2 separate regions of the Rattus norvegicus genome follow, and region 2 is linked to region 1. Evidence: chromatin contacts called from public Hi-C data. All regions are on one chromosome and are shown on one strand. The core of a region is the stretch at or near the end of the contact, and the rest is flanking DNA. Distances in the headings are between cores, read along the strand shown. Region 1 overlaps Kmt2e (lysine methyltransferase 2E). Region 2 overlaps LOC120102473 (a long non-coding RNA gene).

Evidence for each region. Hi-C and Micro-C count contacts between places; a contact is called where the count stands out from the background.
Region 2: a Hi-C map of liver shows a contact between it and region 1, with 2.7 times the contacts expected there. The contact joins two enhancer-like sites. A contact is called at or near these places in 7 of 12 Hi-C or Micro-C datasets (the A7r5 cell line, frontal cortex, kidney and 3 more).

What each region holds. Positions count from the first base shown.
Region 1 is chr4:12,588,620-12,594,757 of GRCr8, reverse strand. Kmt2e (lysine methyltransferase 2E) reads left to right here. Exons shown (of 26, transcript NM_001100851.2): 3 at 1,335-1,449; 4 at 3,198-3,427. Among named protein-coding and RNA genes, the nearest start is that of Kmt2e, 28 kb to the left of the region's middle. Within about 2 kb of position 3,082, at least 4 of the 93 cell types and tissues checked have an H3K27ac peak or open chromatin away from gene starts, as enhancers often do.
Region 2 is chr4:12,662,017-12,668,154 of GRCr8, reverse strand. It overlaps LOC120102473 (a long non-coding RNA gene), which reads right to left. Exons shown (of 2, transcript XR_005504116.2): 2 at 1-6,138. Among named protein-coding and RNA genes, the nearest start is that of Kmt2e, 45 kb to the right of the region's middle. Within about 2 kb of position 2,779, at least 78 of the 93 cell types and tissues checked have an H3K27ac peak or open chromatin away from gene starts, as enhancers often do.

The DNA of each region.
Region 1 (6,138 bases), core at 1,833-4,332:
AATATAATATATTCTTAGTTTTTTAAATGTATAGATGTGTTTATAACATTAATATTAGAAAGGACTACATGAAGTAATTGTTGACATGGTAATGGAGAAAGACAATATTTTGTGTTTATAAGTACTTTTGTATTTAAATTTCTTACATAAACATGTTCTAATTTTGAAACTATGAAACAAATTTAACAGATACTAGTTTTCAGAGTGTCCTGAATGTATTGGAGATTGTAACTGACTGCATGACTCAGCAGTCTCATTCTGGACACTGGGTCTTATGACATCATCCATTGGCACTAACTTGAGCCTGTGTGAAGGTAGGCTAAGAAAGTATTAAATGTAAAAGTTGGTTTTATCCTACTGGTCTCAGGACCAATTCAGGGAAGGCTATGGGTAGGAAGTAGGATGAAGATTGGGATAAAGGCACAGAAACAGATGTGTCCTGGATTTGAAGAGGAGAGAATTGACTTTGACTGTTCTACCATTATTCTGATCAGTAGCCATTAGACAAAATTAGGCTGGGCTGAGGGATGTCGGTATGAGTGAAGTTGGGGAATGTTATATAGGTAAAATGCTAGGGCAAGGAGCTTTCAAAGCTGCAACATTGGGGGGTTGCTGCTCTCTGTACCATTAGCAGTTGGATCATCACTGTCACTTAACTCTCAATAGGCCAGACTTAAGAGCTACTCATTACAGGCAGCTGCTTGCATTTTTTCAGGTTTAAATCTGGTTCAATGTAGGCTCCCTTTTCTTTAATTTACTGACATTTCCCAGAGTCTGTTCTGCCCCAACACAGGCAACACATATTATCTTGACCATTGAAATGCATACTTAACATTCAAGCCAGAGTCTGCATAGACTCCATCCATCTTTAATTTTGCTTAAAACCATTTCTGCTACTCTGGCCACCCCTTTGCATATTTCTTAATGACACTGGGTAGATGGCATAAAGCTTCGTCTCTAGTAATTTTGAGGGTTTTTTTTTTAACCATTTTTTCACTTGTAGCCCATGCTGATCCTGAACTCTTGATTCACCGTCCTCAGCTTTCCACAGCGCTATGAATACAGCATACACACCATCATCCCCAGCACTGGACACTTTCTAAATGATAGGCAACTGTGACTGAACTTGGCATGAGGATATTTTTGACACAATCTGCATAGGATGAATCTACTCACAAGCTGTGCATGTACTGTAAATAGACATTGTATTTGTTGTAACAATATTTTAGTATAAGCACTTGACCAATTTTAATAGATTAAGTAATTAAATGAATTTAATAGTTTAAAACAGAAAAATGAATGGAATTCTAATTGATGGACCTTCTTTCCCCTAGACCAGAATCCGTAGAAGCTAGCCCTGTGGTAGTTGAGAAATCCAACAGTTATCCCCACCAGTTATATACCAGCAGCTCCCATCATTCACACAGCTACATTGGTTTGCCCTATGCGGTAAGTGTTAACTGTCTGTTCAGAAGGCCTTCTGTAAAGCTGGGAGTTGAAAGTAGACGTGTGTAGTATGTGCTTCATATTTAAAAAGCACAGCTGGTTCATATTTTCTGTGTAATTAAGTGTACAGTTTATACTTTAACCTAACTATGCTGTTAAGGGAATAAAATTCTGTGAAAGTCTTTAGTTATTTTTTTTAAGTTGTTCTATTTTGGTATATTTTTAACCTTAATGAAAAGATTATGGATAAGGTTACATTGTATGTACTATTTACTATTAATTCTAAATTATATAGTAATTAGTAAAGTATGTAGCTATTTTTTTCTAAAGGTTTATTTTATCCTTTTCTGTTTGTTTTTTGTTTTTTTGGGACAGGGTCTCTGTATAGCCCTGGAACTAGCTGTGTAGACCAGGATAACCTCAGACTCAGAGATCGGCCCGCCTTTGCCTCCGCAGAGTTGGGAGAGGCACACACTTGGCTGTTGTTAGCATTTTTAATTACAGTGTGCCTGCACGTGGGTGTGTAGCGCATCTGCTTAAGGAGGCGCTGGGGTCTCTGTAGCTGGAGTTAGTGGTCATGAGCAGCCTGGTGTGGTTCTAAGAACCTAAACTGGTTCTCTGGAAGAGCAGCATATGCTCCTTCCTAACTGTTGAGCTGTCTCTTTGGGTCCGGCTTACTGTTATGTATCACTTTATGTTGAAAAAAATATATATATATTACATATATATATTACATATATAACATATATAAAACATATATGTCTATATAATGTATAATAGCTCATTTAATCTTTAAAACAAACTCTTGAACTTTTCACCCCTGTTTTACAGCTAAGAGGATATAAAAACTTATTCCCTTAATTTCTTTTTTTTTAAAGATTTATTTATTTATTTTTTGTAAGTACACTGCACTTACATTGTATGTAAATACACTGTCACTGTCTTCAGACATACCTGACAAGGGCATCAGATCCCATTACAGATGGTTGTGAGCCACCATGTGGTTGCTGGGGTTTGAACTCAGGACCTCTGGAAGAGCAGTCAGTGCTCTTAACCACTGAGCCATCTCTCCAGCCCTTAATTTATTTCTTATTGAGGGTCCTGTATATTTTGATTCAGAGAGTTGCAGTACTGGTAGATACATTTGTGAGTACTAGAAAAGTACAGTTCTGAGAGATTATTTAGATGAGAATAAAAATTACCAGAAATGAAATCCCATATTTTATATTTTACAGTACTATTTTGTTTGCTATTTAACTACATTTGTCAGGAGGATAGGGTGTGTACTGTGATTCGTGTATAGAGGTCAAGTGGGTTCTCTTCTTCCCTCACATGGGTCCAGATACTGAACTCCGGCTGCTGGGTTCTGTGGCGAGCAAGTTTGCCTGCTGAGCCATCTCTCCAGCCCAGTCTTTGCTGTTCTTTAACTTTTCTATTCCTGGGCTTTTTACCCTTATTTCACATCATAGACTTGCTCTGTTCTTGAAAGTGAAACTGTGAACACAGGAAATGTAGTCTCTGCTGTGGTGGGGGAGAAGAAATGTCATGTGATGTGAAGAAGGTGACTTTCATCTACTAGAAAATGACATTAACTTACCCCGTGATTTAATTATTAGTCTTATGTCATTATTTTAACAGTATTAAGGAAGAAACGGACCAACTATGTTATTAAGTATTCAGATTGTATTTAACTTACCTAGTTTATGTCATTGAAATGTGTGTCTTGTGCTGTTGTCTGTTCTGTTATTTAGGACCATAATTATGGTGCTCGTCCTCCTCCAACACCTCCAGCATCCCCGCCTCCATCAGGTCTCATTAGCAAAAACGAAGTAGGCATATTCACCACTCCTCACTTTGACGAGACTTCCAGTGCTACTACAATCAGCACGTCTGAAGATGGGAGCTACGGCACTGACGTGACCCGGTGCATATGTGGCTTTACACACGATGACGGCTACATGATCTGCTGTGACAAATGCAGGTAATACTTCACACCACTAGTTCATGCTGCTTAAATGCTTTTAACCTTCGGTTATTAATTTGGAAATGCTAGTTAGGTCATTTTTTGAAGGAATGAATTACTTTTTTAGGTAGGATGTCTGCCTCCCTTATTTAAAAAAAGGTATTTTAGAGCTAGAGAGATGTCTCAGCAGTAACAAACTAGTCTTGGAAAGGACACAAATTCAACCCCTAGCACCCACATGGGGCAGCTCAAAACGATGTGTAGGTCCATCTCCAGGACACACACACACACACACACACACACACACACACACACACACACACACGAAATAAATACATTTTTTAAAAAGTAAAAGAAGTGCCTTATAGTTTATTAGAAATCCCTTAATTACATATGAATTAGCCAATAATTAGTCTTGAACTATACTATAGGATCCTAATCAGTGTTTGATCTTATTTTCTCACAAACTTTGGCTTGAACCTTACAGCACTCTGGAGTCTTCTTGAACCAAAATCAGTCTCTCCTCTCCTACCACCAAGAATGCTCAGTCTCCTTTAGAGAACGTGATTAAGACTGAAAGTGGGGGGTTGGGGATTTAGCTCAGTGGTAGAGCGCTTGCCTAGGAAGCGCAAGGCCCTGGGTTCGGTCCCCAGCTCCGAAAAAAAGAAAAAAAAAAGAGAGAAAGAGAGAGAAAGTGGGATTTCTTCCCTTCCTCCCCACTTTCTGTTCTCCCTCTCCTTCTCCCTCTGTCTGTCTGTCTGTCTGTCTGTCTCTGTCTCTCTCTCTCTGTATGAATGCAGATGGAACAATAGGATTTCAGCTTAAAGTTAATAAGTGCATTCCCTGAATAGGATGGGGAGCACCTTGTAGAAGGCAAGAAATTTTATGGCTTCCCAAAATTTCCTGGTCCTGGTCCTTAGAGCATAGCTTCATTATCTGATTTGATGTAGCATGGCTTTATAAATTCATATTCAAATGTGAATTAAACTGCAACTGAGAGCCAACTGTAAATTTTTTTGTTTGTAAATTGTTCCATAAATTGGATTAAATGATTAGCCTCTAAGTGTCATTGATAGAAATGTGTGTGTTTCAAAAAGTTTCATTTATCTCTGTCAATAAGTAGGAAATTAATTTAGAATGTGAAATTTGGTTTTCTTAAAATAGAATATTATAAATAATTTTAATAATAACATGCTGTGGTACTTTTAAAATTTAGAAATACATTCTCATTACCTGTGTTATTTAAGTAATAACTGGTAAAAAAATTTAAAAAAGTAATAACTGGTAAATTTATTGAGGAGGCAAATTTACAAAAGTAAATGACTTTGGAGATGTATTCTCTGCCTTCTATTTGAAAATATCCATTTTTATTGTAATCACATAAAAGATCTCTAAATGTGATACATTTCTATGTAGCTATATTTTTATTGAATGCATAATTAACATTTGGCTTTTTTTTTGATCTAGTTACTCAGATTAACATATAATAAATGGTTATCACTATTTGGTATTCATGCAGATAGCCCTAGGGGTTTTTGTTGCGTTGTTTTTATTTTTCATAGCTACCTACACACTCTTGAAGGCACAGTATTTGGATTTTTTTTTTTCTTTTTTCTTTTTTTCGGAGCTGGGGACTGAACCCAGGGCCTTGCGCTTGGTAGGCAAGCGCTCTACCACTAAGCTAAATCCCCAACCCCGTATTTGGATTATTTTAGGTATTTGGCTTGAAGTGACTCTCGTACTATGACTATTGTCTATTTCTGTCACCTTACCCAACCTCCACTTTTCTACTCAGCCTATTTTGTTCTCTAATCTTTATCTCTCTTCTTTTGTTTACATTGCCTCTTTTTATTTTTTCATGTTCCTATTTCCCATAGTCACTGTTTTGACTTCTGACATCTAGAACACTGCTTTTTAATTTCTAGCTTTGCTTGTATTTCCTGTATGACATAGCCTCATAAATTTGACATAATCTGTTATTTAAACCTTCTAAAAGAATCTCAGTTGAGAAGTAAAAAGTAACAGTACCATTTAGTTTAGTACATTTGTGTTAGAAGTGACATTGCACAGGGCTGGGAGATGACTCGGTGGCTGCCCAGCTGACAAGCTTGAGCTTGTTCTCTAGGACCCACACGGTAGGGGAAGAGGGACCAACTTCAGAAAGGTGTGCTCTGACCTCCACACTTGGGATATGGCTCGTGTGTGCACAGACATTCATAATACACAATGCAACTTTAAAAAAGTGCATGGAATAGGTAGTACTAATTCTTTTTCTTCTTTTTAAGATTTCGGTTTTGAAGTTAAAAAAAATCAAATTCAATTTCAGGTGCCTGAACTTTTGTCAATGACAACATATTAAGAAGTTCACCTCATACTTGTCCATATATTTTATTCACAGTAACTAAATTGAATTCCTTTCCAGTAGAATGCCTGTTTGATTCTTTGGTGTCTTTGGAATTGCTATAATTCTATTCTTTTTTTAAGTGTGAAATGACTTTGTTATTCTTTCTTTCTGTTTCCTTAGCTTTCTGTTAACACTATGCAACCAAAATTGTTAAATGTTAACAGAAGATATGATTTATCTTTGCTCCTTTTCTGATTTCACAGAAGGAACAGTTCTCTTCATGTATGTTGACCCCCTTTGGTCATCTTTCCATAGCTGACAGTTGGTAAATGTACAAGGACACATTTTCTTCTGTTTCCTCAGACTGTTGGCAGGCTGATTATTC
Region 2 (6,138 bases), core at 1,530-4,029, 74 kb before region 1:
TTAGGCTGCTTTCATGGGTTGTACATTTGTTGAAACACTAGCTCCCTAGACAACATTTGAAAATAGTGTTTTTACCAAGATAAGCGATGCCAATTCAATTTGTCTACAGATCTCATAGGAGGGGGACCCTTCAACATAAGGATATACATTTGTGGGAAAGATATGAACGCACACACATAGCCATCTATATTCCAAGGAGTACATAAACTAGAAGAGAACCCTGAAGCATGTTTTCCTTCAACCCTGCTGGAACTTTGATTTTCAGACTCAGCCTCCAGAACCAAGAGATAATTCATTTGCATCGTTTTGTGCAGAGTCTTGCTGTAGTCCCCACATCAACCCAAACTCCTTACCCTGAGCCTCTCTCCTGTTCCAGCCTCCCTGGTAGCTGAGACTACGCATGTCCACCACCCTCCTGGCTTGGGATACTTTCTGGAAGCAGCTAATAGTGGAGACCTGCAGAGGTCGCTTAGGCTTTAGAGTGCTGGCTGCTCCTGTAGAGGCGTGGGCTCCGTTCTCAGCATCCACATGGTGGCACTCACAGCCATCTGTAAATTCAGTACCAGGGACTCCTATGCCCTCATCTGACCTTCCCTGGCATCTGGCAATACATGTGGTGCACAGTCATGCAAGTGAGCAAAACACTCATACACATAAACGAATAAAAACATTTTTCCGAAGACTTATTTATTTTTGTTTTATGTGGGTGAGTGTTTTTGCAAGCTCTTATGTCTGAGCCACATTTGTCCATTAGCAGAGGAGGCCAGAAGAGGGTGTCAGATCCCCTCAAACTGGAGTTACAGATGCCCTTTAGCCATCATGTGGGTGCTGGGATTTGAACTCACATATGTTAAAAGAACAGTCAGATCCTGTCTTTAGAAAATAAATAAATAAATAAATAAATAAATAAATAAATAAATAAATAAATAAATCACACACACACACACACACACACACACACACACACACACACACACACACACACGACAGGCAGGGCAAGGCCTATTGTTCCAAAGTTTCCGTGGGCCGTGGGCGTGCTGGTTCTGGGGTCTGATAATCAGAGGTGGAAAGGTTTCTAAAGGAGCAGAGACGTGGCCTTTGATATAGTTGCCAACAACCACATTTTCTATTCTGGGCACAGTGCCATCAAGAGCCTCAGCCACCCTCCCCCACCTTAGTGAGAAAGTTTATGCTAATGGTGGCCAGGTCTGTGAAGCCAAGGACTGGAGGGAAAGGGAGTTCTGAGCCTGGCTGGCCGGCTGCTCCCTCTGACGCACTCTGACGTACACCTTCCAGCTGTCCTCATCTTACTCCTCTCGTCTCTGTTCTCTCGTTGACCAAAGACAGCTCCTTCTCTGTTCCTTACTATTCAGGAGCTATTCAAAAATTACACTGAAAGAACTTCTGAGCCGGGCATGGTGGCACAAGGACACACCTTTGTGATCTCAGCACTTAGGAAGGGAAGACAGGAGGAACACACAAGTTCAGGGTCATCCTCAGCTGCGTGGCTGAGTTCCAGGCTAGGTAATGGGGACCCCTGTCATAAAAAAAGAAAGAGAGAGAGAGAGAGAGAGAGAGAGAGAGAGAGAGAGAGAGAGAGAGAGAGAGAGAGAGAGAACTATGCCCTGACTCCAAATTTAATTCCTCCCCACCATGAGCAAGCTGTTTCTTTTCTGAGGAACGTGAAGGAGACTAAGAGATTTTGTTATGGCGACAGGCAATGCGAGATCAGTGGCAAAGCCCCTGTAGATTACATACCATCTGGGGATAGTACCTAGAAGGGTAGACCTCTGCACTAATTTAAATGATGTTTAGCAGGAATGCAGGTGCAGGTGAGCAAAAGGTAGTTTCCATTAGTTAGAAATGGGTTTTTTTTTCACTTCCTGTTTCTAGTCTCTTTTTGCAGTGTTCCTGTATGAAACCACCGAGTTTCAGAAGCAGATGAGACTTATCAAAGGCCTGCCCCAAGCTCTGTCAACCCTGCCAGGTTAAATGATGCTGATTGTTCTCAAAGGGCGGGCATTGCTCGGCAAGCAGAAAAGCCTGCTCGAGAAACACCACTCACCGCCCTGTATCAGTCTCAATATTGAGTCTGAATGATTTCCCGATGGCGACTTGACCAAGATGGAAAAAATTTTTTCCGTCGCAACTCCCCCGGCACTGACTGGTGTTTCATCCTCTTCCGGTCCTTGTGAGACAGCAAGGGCAGACAGAGCTCCTGCAGTGTAGCGTTGAGCCTCTGCTCAGAGAACAGAAGATGGGTGGGGTGCTGTGTTGCCATGCAACCAAAGGCAACACAGCTGCTGGCCTCTGCCAGCTGGGCCAGCCCATTCAAACCGCAGGGAGTTTCAAATGGCTGTGTCCCCTAGAGACCCGGCCTAGCTCCACCAGGGGAAAAGCCGGCATTAGAATGGCTTCTACGATGACGCAGAGGAAGCCAAGAGGACGCTGTCAAGGCCTAGTCATCACTGACTCGCAGTTAGAATGCTTGGGCAGGAAAGAACTGCCAAGATCAGACAGCCTGGACAGACACACACACACACACACACACACCCCTTTCTTTTAAACTTAAAAGTTATTCTCTAAAAAAAAAGTTGCTTTTTTAAAAGCTATACAAAGTTCTTAATGTTTCTTTGCCAACAGAGTATAATGGGATTTTACAACTATAGAAAATATTACCTTTGCCTAAGAAACAGTATTTACCGGTGTGTGCACAGCTGGCTGACAAGACTGTCTACCACCCAGCACCATAACTGCTGGAATAAGCTAGCTCATGTTACAGGATTCCAAACGGGATGAGAAGGCTACAGAGACTGGCACACTCAGGTACTCAGCCTTCTGTGACTCAAAGTCACCGTATCTCAGCTTATTTTCGACAACTCACAGTAATTGCCAAGTATTGTTAGTGATAAGGAAAGTCCTTCTAGGGATGAGAAGATACTTAGCAGCACCATTCGGCCCCTTTTAATTCAGCTCTACCCAAGGAATCTCAACCTTCTGCTACCTCACGTACCTTCGCGCTCCTGTTTTAAGAGGAGCCTCCCCGCTTCCAAAGAACTGCCCCGTAGCTGTGAAACGAGGCAGAAGACAGATAAATCCCAATGCTGGTGACAGACAGCAACTTCACTTTGACAAATTGGGGTTCCAAACCTCTCAGCCTAGCTCGGGATCCTTTATCCAGTATCACCGCAAGCAGTATTGTCAGAGAGTGATTTCATCTGGTCGCACTAGGCGCTGGACCTGAGCCGGCCTGTGCCAGCATCTCCATCACTGGTTAAGTACCAACCTGTGAGTCTCCTGTACCTTCACCAGCACAAGCTTCTCCTGTTTCTCAGGTTTCTCTTCTTCTGATTTCATTTTGCTATGGAACACTCCGTCTGTTTCCTCCTTGTTAAATTGTTCTTGTGCACTTCGTCTTTCTCAGATTTCACTCATGTATACCAAATCTTCCTCTGCCCCCTCGATGGCCCCCACCTCCTCCCTTCAGAACACAGGGACACTTGGGACTACAGACCTCTCATATAATTTCTTAGTTGTTTGTTTTGTTTCCCAGGCTGGGGGACTTTGTGCGCTTCAGCTTTCTCTCCCCCTTCCTCCCTTCCTCTCTTCCTACTCCTCCTCCCCCACCCCCAGGAATTCACTCTGTACGCCAGGGGAGAGGAGTCTGGCTGACCTGATGAAGAGAGTCTGAAATGCATGCTCCCAGTTCTCACCTCAAATCACCATTAAGAAGTCGCTCCTCATTAGAGAAAGGACTGAAGGAACTGAAGGGTTTGCAATCCCATAAGAAGAACAACATCAACCAACCGGACCCCCACCCCCACCCCAAAGCTCCCAGGGACTAAATTACCATCCCAAGAGAATACAGGGATGGACCTATGGCTCCAGCTGCATATGTAGCAGAGGATGGCCTCGACGGACATCAATGGGAGAAGAGGCCCTTGGTCCTGTCAAAGCTCAATGCCCCAGGGTAGGGGATTGTCTGGGTGGGGAGGTGGGATGGAGTAGGTGGGTGAGGGAACACCCTCATAGAAGCAGGGGGAGGAGGGATGGGATAGCAGGTTTCTGGGGCGGGGGAGGCGGGAAAGGGAATAACATTTAAAATGTAAATAAAAAAAATCTAATAAAAGAAGACATATGAGAGAGAGAGAGAGAGAGAGAGAGAGAAATTGCTCCTCTTCCAGCCCAGATTCTCTTCAGCCACCAGCAACACTTCCACCTCTCTTCCTGGAATCAGTCAGAAATCCTGCGGCAGAAGTTCTTCCACACGGAAGATCTGCCAGGGGTGAGGGAGAATCTTTACAGATCCTAACAACATGCATAAAGCACAAAAATAAACACCAAGTTTATCAGTTATTGTTCCAGCTGTAGTTTATTAATCGTGCCAGAGACTTTCCTACTGCACCATTGTGACTTCTCTGACTGTATCTGCCCTTGTTAGATGTTCAACCCAGGCATGTTACTAAACTTCTTTAAGTCTAGATGTCCTCCTCCTCACAACATATATAATAGTACTTACCCTCTATTAGGGAAAATTACATGTTTTTTTTATACAGATTTGGCATGGTGCCTGGAACCCAGTAAATATTTATTGAATAGTGACTATGGTAACAAAAAGAGCTTGGGAGTTCAAAGCAGAATAAATGTAAAAGAATAAGACATAATTGATTTAGAGAGGTGTGTAAAGGAAAGGTTGATTTCTGTCCTGGTTAAGGTTACCACTGCTGTGAGGAAATACCATGACCACCTTTGGGGAGAAAAGGATGTATTACACTTCCACATTGCTGTTCACTGAAGTAAGTCAGGAAGGAAAACAAACAAGGCAGGAAACCGGAGGCAGGGACTGATGCAGAGGCCATGGAAGGGTGCTGCTTACTTGCTTGCTCACCATGACTTGCTCAGCCTGCTGTCTTATAGAACCCAGGACCACAGGGGTGGCACCATTCACAATGAATTGAACCCTCCCCACCAATCATTAATTAAGAAAATAGCATACAGGGTTACCTACAGGCAGATCTTCAGGAGGCATTTTCTCAACTGAGGCTCCCTCCTCTCTGATGATGCTAGCTTGTAGTTGACATAAACCTAGCCAGTCGTTGCTAACCCTTAGAATCAGGTGATTACCTCCTTTGGCTCTACATTCTATATAGCTGGGAGGGGGGTTGCAAGTTTGCCTTTGGGAGTGAAGCCCTATCTGAAAGTACTAAACTTTATGGACTTTTTTTTCATTACTTTCCAAGAACTGAAGAGACGCAGAGTGAAGATGGCTATATAATGAAGCTTTCACTTAAAAAAAAAAAAAAAGGAGTAACTAAGAGATGTTCGTGTGTTGACTGAAATGGCTGAGCAGGTCAGTGTCTCAGCACCACTATCAGAAAGCCAGGAGAACAGACAGTTCCGTGTGCCATAGTCACTGCTTGTAGCTCACAGCATGGCGTCTGGAACAGAGTGCACACTTCTTCCTATAAGATTTGTCGAAGTCAGTGGAGCAGGAAGCTTCCTACACCACCGTGGGGACGAGGCACTCAAGCCAATGTGGTCTCACGCTTAGGATTGAATGGTGGAAGAAATGTTGAACCAAACAAGGCATTTGTATAATCCTGATTGGTTGTCTTAGCAAGGCAAGGAGAGGAAAAGGATTGCTGGGCAGCAGGGACACAGAGAGCTATAAGTCGCCGATTTCTCACCCTCACACCATGGGTCTTCCCTGAAGAGAACAGCTGAGTTCTTCTCACCATATTTCTTATGCAAAGTAGGATAACCATAAAGTAGAAGACCGCACTGCTCTAGCAATTGGTGAACTGTAGGAAGGGCCGGCTTTAAAACAAGGATGGGCGGAGGATCCTGGGTGGTTTTTTGTTTTTTTGTTTTTTTTTTTTTCCAGAGCTGAGGACCAAACCCAGGGCCTTGCACTTGCTAGGCAAGTGCTCTACCACTGAGCTAAATCCCCAACCCGATCCTGGGAGGTTTAATTCAATTTTCTCTTTTGTGCTTGAAAGCTACGAGCACACTTTACGCAGTAGCGAGAGACTGGAAACAACACAATTGTCCATCTGTAGAAGGCAGCCATGGTGGAATATCGTGGAGCTGGAAAAGGCAAGTCACTTTACATGTTCATAAAGATCCTGAGATATATTG